Linked DNA regions of Mus musculus: region 1 is linked to region 2. A link is a contact called in public HiChIP or PLAC-seq data. All regions are on one chromosome and are shown on one strand. Each heading gives the region's core, a stretch centred on a gene start, on an enhancer-like site or on the middle of the called end of the contact. The rest is flanking DNA. Distances are from core to core; before and after follow the strand shown.

Evidence for each region. HiChIP or PLAC-seq counts read pairs in DNA pulled down with a chosen protein or histone mark.
Region 1: an H3K27ac HiChIP or PLAC-seq map of microglia shows a contact between it and region 2, with 4 times the contacts expected there. The contact joins the enhancer-like site here to the promoter of Calhm2 in region 2. A contact is called at or near these places in 2 of 39 promoter capture datasets (both in embryonic stem cells), 25 of 484 Hi-C or Micro-C datasets (the C2C12 cell line, the N1E-115 cell line, the Patski cell line and 18 more), 2 of 115 datasets of contacts at active chromatin or transcription factors (bone marrow-derived dendritic cells and microglia) and 2 of 9 other capture datasets (adipose tissue and embryonic stem cells).

Annotation. Positions count from the first base shown.
Region 1 is chr19:47,253,884-47,257,627 of GRCm38.p6, reverse strand. It overlaps Neurl1a (neuralized E3 ubiquitin protein ligase 1A), which reads right to left. Exons shown (of 6, transcript NM_021360.4): 5 at 770-916; 6 at 1-211. Among named protein-coding and RNA genes, the nearest start is that of Mir6995, 18 kb to the left of the region's middle. Within about 2 kb of position 1,522, at least 18 of the 459 cell types and tissues checked have an H3K27ac peak or open chromatin away from gene starts, as enhancers often do. A contact at or near this core is called in bone marrow-derived macrophages and microglia, where this site is marked.
Region 2 is chr19:47,136,485-47,140,281 of GRCm38.p6, reverse strand. It overlaps Calhm2 (calcium homeostasis modulator family member 2), which reads left to right and starts at 1,988. Exons shown (of 3, transcript NM_133746.5): 1 at 1,988-2,377.

The DNA of each region.
Region 1 (3,744 bases), core at 273-2,772, 120 kb before region 2:
TCCTTGATGGGGCGACGGCAGATGGGGCAGCAGGCGTGCAGGGCCTTCTTGAGGCGCAGGCCACAGGAGTAGCACAGGCACATGTGGCCACACGTGTAGATGACTGTGTCCACTGCGTGTTCATAGCAAATGGTGCATTCATCACTCCACTGGCCCAGACCTGGGGTCACCGGTGACTCGGGCAGGCTCACAGGTGAGTTGGGGGCTGTCCCTGAGAGCAAGAGCACCAATCAAAAGGGGATGGGACCCAGCCCAGCACGGGGCCTTCTCCCAAGAGAAAAGCCCCCCCCACCCCACCCCAGCTCATGTCTTCTGCCACTACGCAAAGCCACCTTTCCACACTGACAACCCACCTTCCTGCCCAAGGAAGGAGCTGTAGCCACACAGCCCCAGACAGAGCCAGAGCAGCAGTCAGAGGAAAGGAGGAAAAGAGGAAAAGAGGAAAGGAGGAAAGGACTTTCTAATTCTTTCCAGGCGTGGTTCTACTGCACTAACGCTTGGAATCCCCCACATGCACTTTAAGAAGTCGCCTGGAAGATCAGATACCCTCTTCTGTGCTCCGTGAGCATTTATACTTACATACACACACACAGACACAGACACACACACACACACACACACACACACACACACACACAGAGTTTAAAATAAATCTTTAAAAAGAAAAAAAAAAAGCCACAGCTACACATCTGGAGAGCTCTGTCAACCGTCCCTCTCTATAGGATTTCGAGAGACGCATTGACCCACCCACGGGGGCCTTGGTACTCACCTCCAGCAGAGCCACCTAGGGGCCCAGAACCGCAGGTGCTGAGCAGGGGGTCAGAGAGGCGGATGCCCAGGGCACTGGGTGAGGTTGGAGTGGAGGCAGGTGAGCAGGGGAGAGATGGGCCACCCCGTTCAGTCATGATGGTGGAGCCTGAGAAAGTGGATGGGCCACACTGCCATTAGCCTAAAGGAGAAAGTTTCAGTCCCTGCCCCCACAGAGAGCTCCAACACCTGCCCAGAGGACAGCCACAGGCTGAGGCAGGACCCCACAGGCTGGTTCAACTCCGACCCATGCTCTGTGCCCACCTATAGGTCAGGAGGTAGTATCATGTTCTATATCACCCGCAATTTCCAAGCCAACTTTCCCTAGGTACCTTTGGCCTTCAGAGAATGGAGTCCCCCGTGCCCATGCCTCCTACCTCAGTCTCTTGTCAGAGTCCTGCCCTCGCTACCACAGTGCCTTGGAATCACCCACCTTCTCTACCCAGGCACCCTGGTCCCTACATTCTGGTCTTGCAGCCTTGCCTTCTCTCTCTCCCTCCTGTTTTCCTCCCAGTCTTTCCTGGGGGCTCATTGTGCACGCATGAGACTGGGGACAGAGCCTTTGTCCTCAAGGAGCTGACTGCTCCAGGAGCCTCTTGAGGCTGTCCTCAAACATAGTCTCTGGGGAAGCATGGCTTCCCCTAAACTCCACTACCTATGGTTATTGACCCGCCATGCCCAGCCACACAGCCTAAAGTACTTCCTCTTCTTGGCCTGAAACTCCAGCTCTGTTTCTCTAGCAGAGCCACGAGCTCGCTGAGAACAAGAAGTCACTTGCCTGTGACTTTCCCATGGGCCCTGAGAGAAGGTTCTGCACACAGGCAGGTGCATTGTTAGCTGTAACTCATGTCAGTGTTATTATTTCTAAGAATGATCAACGAATGTTCACAGGGTGCGTCTTTCCTCTCTCCTCTCCTCCCTTCCTTCTCCCCCTCCACACTGAAGACTAGACTCAGGTTTCACTTGTGTTAGGAAAGCTATCAGTCACTGACCAATGTCCCAATACCTTATTTAACTTTTTAAAACAGTATCTCACAACCAGGCACACCTTTTATCCCAGGACTCAGAGGAGACAGAGGCAGGCAGATCTATGGGTTTGAGGCCAGCCTGATCTACAGAGTGAGTTCTAGGACAGCCAGGGCTATACAGAGAAACCTTGCCTTGAAAACCAAGTAGCCTAGGCTGGCTTTGAACTTGCTCCGCAGCTCAGGCAAAAGCCTCCCAAACAGGTTGGATTGCATGCTCAGTTCATACAGTTTTTCTCTTACTACATTAATATTTTAAATCAATTACCATCTTTTCAGAAACGGATGTCAAGTTACTTTTCTTTCCCAACTGCACTGGCTAGCATTTTTCCGAACAACATCTATAAAGCAACCCTGACCTGGTTGTCTTAGTGAAAGTAGTTTCATTCTACCAGTGAATACATAGAGTTCTGTACACATGGATACAGGAAACGACCCTTACTTATTGGCTCATGGGGAACTTTCACAAAGCCAAGCCTTTACTGTAAGAGGAACGGTGACCCTGCACATGCTGCCCCTGGCTTCTTTTCCCCTTAGGGTCAGGATTCCCCAACACCATTTTGTTGGCTGACAGACATGCCCAATTCTCCAAACAACTCAGGAGCTATTAATAGTCACTGGGTTCTGGGTGGTATTTCTTAACATCCACCTTGACCCACTTAGTACTTGGGACAGAAAAAGTCTTGTGTTTGTTTTGTTTTAATTCCTTCCTGCTCCAGTCTCATAAACACCCTTAGATGGCAGAAGCCTTACTGGAAAGCTACTTAGCTATTATTAGGTGGTACTGATGTAGGAGCGGGCTTTGCCTCTGTGATTTCCCTTCTCTAAGAAGCAATGAGTGCAGCCAATTCTCTCTAACTAACTTCAGCTCAGATTTGCAGGCGCGCGCGCGCGCGTGTGTGTGTGTGTGTGTGTGTGTGTGTGTGTGTGTGTGTGTGCGCGCGCGCGCGCGTGCGCGCGTGCAGAATTGGCCTGGTCTACAGAATGAGTTCTAGGACAGCCAGGGCTATGTAGACAGATCTTGTCTCAAATAAATCAGGCAAGCAAACACAAACAACAACAGAATCGGAGGTCCAGAACCTATCCTACAGCTACAGAATTAGGATCTCCGGAGCTTCGTTTACAGTGAGGCTAGTGAGAGATGCCCAGCAAGGTAAACCCACCCTAGCTGTGGCTGACATCATGACGAGGACAGATTTCCCACGCTAAGGACTGCCAAAGGGAATACTGAGAATGGAGCACATGCAGACACACCTCTCGGACAGCCACAGCGCATGACTGAATGTGACTAGCCCTCACACTCTGGCCATCTCCGCCCCCTCACTAGGTTTGCCAATCAAAGCCCATCCTCCCTTCGGCTGCCCTCTCCTCAGGTGCTTGGTCACAGTGAGGGATACCTATCCTATATATAGAACAAGCCACGGAGTGTGGCTTAATACAAGCCCACATCCTCTAATCCTTTCAAACTGCGTCTTCCTAAAAAGAAAGGTCTAGAACACTGCAATCTAATTCCTGAAGGCCACCTGCTCAGGGAGTCCCCTACTCTGATGCAGGTGCCCAAGAAGACACTAATACGGTGTTTGAGGTGTTTGTTTGTTTGTTTTTCTGTTTTGAGACAGAAATGAAGCTCTGGCTGACCTGAAACTCAATATGCAGACCAGGTTAGCCTCGAACTTGCAGAGATCCTCCTGCCTCTGCTTATTAAACGCTAGGATAACAGATATGCACCACCACAACCAGCTAACCTTATTTTCCCTAAGAGCCACAAGCAGCCCTGAGGAAACCAAGTCTCAGAAAGTTCACTGCCCTCGCCCCTTTAATACAACCTCTGGGGTGTAAGGCTCTGGCCAATTTGTGTGTCTTTTGGGTTCTTCTGAGTTCATTCCTCTCTTCCCGACATCCGTGGACCAGA
Region 2 (3,797 bases), core at 739-3,238:
ACACCAATCCTCTTCACACACATTACAGGAAAACAGACCATCTGTGAGGTTTGAGAGCTAGAAATGGGAACCAATGAACTCCCGTTTTCTCCAAGGCTCCCTGGGAAGTGTGCCCTGAGGTGTGATGAAGATGGAGGCGTTGCCTAAGAAGGGAAGTAGCTAAGATCAAAGACTGGGTTAAGGTTGGGTGAAAGGCTGACTCTACCGTTTGCAAAGTGTGTCCCTGGGCCAAGTGCCTCTTTTTTGGGAGGGAGTCTCAGCTTCCTCATTCATGGAACAGGGAGAAGGCCATCTACCTCACAGGTTCACCTGTAAGACCCCCGAAGCTGGGCCTCCGCTCAAGTCCCGGGATGAGCTGGCCAGCATCCCACCCACACCTGATGCAAACTGCAAGAGGTTTTATTATCAGCTAGCTGAGGACGAACTCCTCGAGCAATGCAGGGCAGGGAAGTAACAGTAGGGGGCTTTTAACAGCTAGCCAAGGAATTGGGAGGAGTTGGGAGGAGAGTTCTTCTCTGCCGATGTCCTTGGTAAAATTACAAGTATCGCATCTCTGGCTGTAAGGCTCAGAAACAAAAAGGCTTTTTGCTGGCTATAGAGAACAAAGAGCTTCTTTCTGGCTGTATTTTTAGAGATCAGGGAAAACAAGCTTGGGGAACAGCCAGGGGCTTTACCTTCCAGGGAGAAACATTCTAAGTCGGGGTCTCACACACCATGCGTAAAAGCGTGTGGCACGCAGCAGACACTTGGAGCTGTGTGGTTAAGGTGCTCATTCCTTTCGGAACTCATGACTGCTTGCTCTCCTCTCCCCTGAACCCGACCAAGGGATGGGACAGGACAGGAATACTTAGCTGCTGTCTTGTCCAAGAAAAGAAAGTAGAAGTGCAGACAGTTTCTTGTTTCCTGGCCCCATCTTCCAGCCCCTTGGCCTGCCTATCTCAGAGCCCACCTCCACTCTCAGCTGGGACCCAGGTGCCACAGGGAACAGGAAGTTGAACTTAACCCCAGATCCGAATAAAGGGACCAAATGAATACAGACCAAGTGTGTGTGTGTGTGTGTGTGTGTGTGTGTGTGTGTGTGTGTGTGCACGCGTGCACTTGCAGGGTGGGGTGGGGCACCCACAGGGGATAAGGTGCCAGAAAGTGCTCAGAGGAACAGACGTGAGGGAAGCTTTGGTGAGACCTAACTCCAGAGTGGTGGGAGCTCAGGCAAGTCCCCCACCCTGTAAAGTGCTTCTTGGAAAGGCACGGGTACCGATTGCTCTCCATTTATCCCTGCTACACAGACAAGCCAGACTCAGGAGGGTGTGGCTTGTCCCTGCTCAGTGTGAATCCCACTGTCCCAGCCCTGGAGAGCTGATGGCCGTGAAGGCTATCTCTCCCAATCTTAGGAGCCACTGAGGCCATCTTGACACTCTCCCTGTCAGTGGACTTGACTCATGACTTGTGAGCTCCCAGAGACGACTCTAGGGGCAGGCGGTGCAGTTTAAGAGATCCTGTCTCCCTTTAATTTCTACCTAAGACCAGCCTCTGCCTTAGGAGTTCTAGATACCCAGATGGGGACAGTACCTAGGAGTTAGATGGACTATGATGGGAAGGTCCTCTTCTGGGGATGGCAGGTACAGGCAAAGGCAGGATGCGCAGAGAGAGGAGGGGAGGAGGGGACCAGGGTCTTGACCAGGAGTTTGCAATCTGGAGCATCACCATCAATCCTGAACACCCACCTCTCCCCTGACTCTGCAGGGAACTCCTCCCGCAGCTTCTGCCAGGTGGGTGTCAAGTACGGGGGATGTTCTTCTAACTGGCCTGGAGGGCAAGCCTAGGCAAGATCTCCTTGAGGGCCCTGCCTGGCAACTGCCTAGACCTTCCCAGATGGCCCCCGAGGGGTGCTCAGGGTAGAGTCAAGGCAGGGCCAGTAGGGCCAGCCACAGCGGGCCCAGAGGCGGGCTGGGACAGGACGCAGCATCGGAGACCGCTTCTCCACTTCCTCTGTTTCTGCCTCGCGCCGCCCTCAGCAGCCCTCCCTCTTCTGCCTGGCGCCAGGAGGCTGTTTTTCCATTCTCTGGCTAGAAAGTTCCACGCCACTGTTTCTTTCTCTCTCTTTTCTGGAGTTAAATTTGTCTGCAGATGCCTGCACTTCATCTGTAGACGCCTCCAGTTAAGTTTGTTTGTAACTGGGCCCAAAGCTCCGTTGCGTTGCGTTCAAACGCTGGGCCCGGATCCTACGCGGACCTGGGTGCAAAAGCAAAGCCGGCAGTGAACCCCGTGAGGCCACTTTGCCTCGCGGTCAGGAGCACCTTCCCAGTGTCTGCGGGAGCCCACACTGCTGTCAATCCATCAGGAATCCAAGGCCACGGGGGCCTGCAACCAGCCCTAGGTAAGGAGGGGCCCTTTCCTGGAGTGTGCAGCTGTTAAAGGAGCCGGCAGCCTCTAGAGACTATCTGGAGGGAACTCCGGGAAGAACACGGAAATGATGCTTCCCCCACCCCCAGCTGTCTGTCTCCTGTCCTTGGGAAGAGCCCCCCCCCCCCCCATGATAATCTCAGAGGATGGCCGGGTCCCAGCTCTGCTCCATCCCTATGCTATCTGTCAGGCACTGTGTTCCCCATGTGAGGGTGGGTTTAGGATCCCAAGACCACCCCAAGGAGCAAATGGGTGCCTAGCAGCCAAGAAGGGAGGGAGGGAGAAGATGGAGTTGCCTGTTAGCCTGTTTATGGCCAGCAACAGGACAAAGTTCTTTCCTTGTGGGATTATTTAGAAGCTCTGGGCTCTGAACCGGGGAGTCAGACAGTCCTCCCTCCTCCCAGAGCCCACATGGCTCTGCCTGTGCCAGATGGCATCCTCGGCAGAGGCGGCAACAGGAAAAGAGAAGTGAATATAACCCAGAAAGACTTAGCACAGGCTTCCCCTATCTCTCTCCACAGCCTGACCTCTCTCCACTCACAGGCTTCATCTGGCTTGGAGAGCTGTTTCTTTTGGTGTCCCCCCCACCGCACCCCACCCCACCCAGTGCCTGTTCTCCTGATGGGGGTGGACATGGGGCCACACCCTGACTGTCTCTCTGGCTGTATGGGTGGAGTCTGGGAAGGGAATTGGGGCTAAACTTCCAAAGAGCCTGAGGCCATGGCCTCTTCTGGCACAGAGCCATCTCTGCTGAGGTCATGAAGCAGAAGAGGGCAGATAAGTACAGCGAGCCTGAAACCCCGCTGAAGCTACCTGTGGCTCCTTGGGGCAGAGATTCTGCAGGCTGCTGCATGGAGAAAGCAATAAGGAGAGCAAGGTCTGGAGGCCATGAACAGAGGGAGCTAGTTTAGCTCTGACACATTGTGTCCACTTTCTAAGTATTCTCAAGTCATGGTCAAAATCTCAGCTGGCTCCTCTGGATTTGTCTGGCCTCAGGCAAGACACCCTGTCCCCTTGATTTTCCCGTCTTTGGCATCAGGAGAAGCATCCTCGGTAGAACTGGTGGCATAAGAGTTTCAGATGTTGAACTGCCTACTCTGTGACATCATTTGTGGTCCCTAACATTCCTAGGAAGAGATTAGGATCACAATGATTTATCCGTATCCTTGTCTGGGGAAAACACATGAAGTGTGTTGAGACTCTGAGGTCTCCAAAATAAAGGGGTTTTGTGCACCCAAGGGTGTTGGCATCTTGTTTCAGGCTTGTCACTGGTCCAGGGGTCTGGTCTCCACCAGACCCGGTCTATCCTTTGTCCACTAGGACAGCCCCTGTAGCTTTGATACTTGTACCATACTCTCCAAATTGTTCCAAATCCCAAAGGGATCCATCCCATC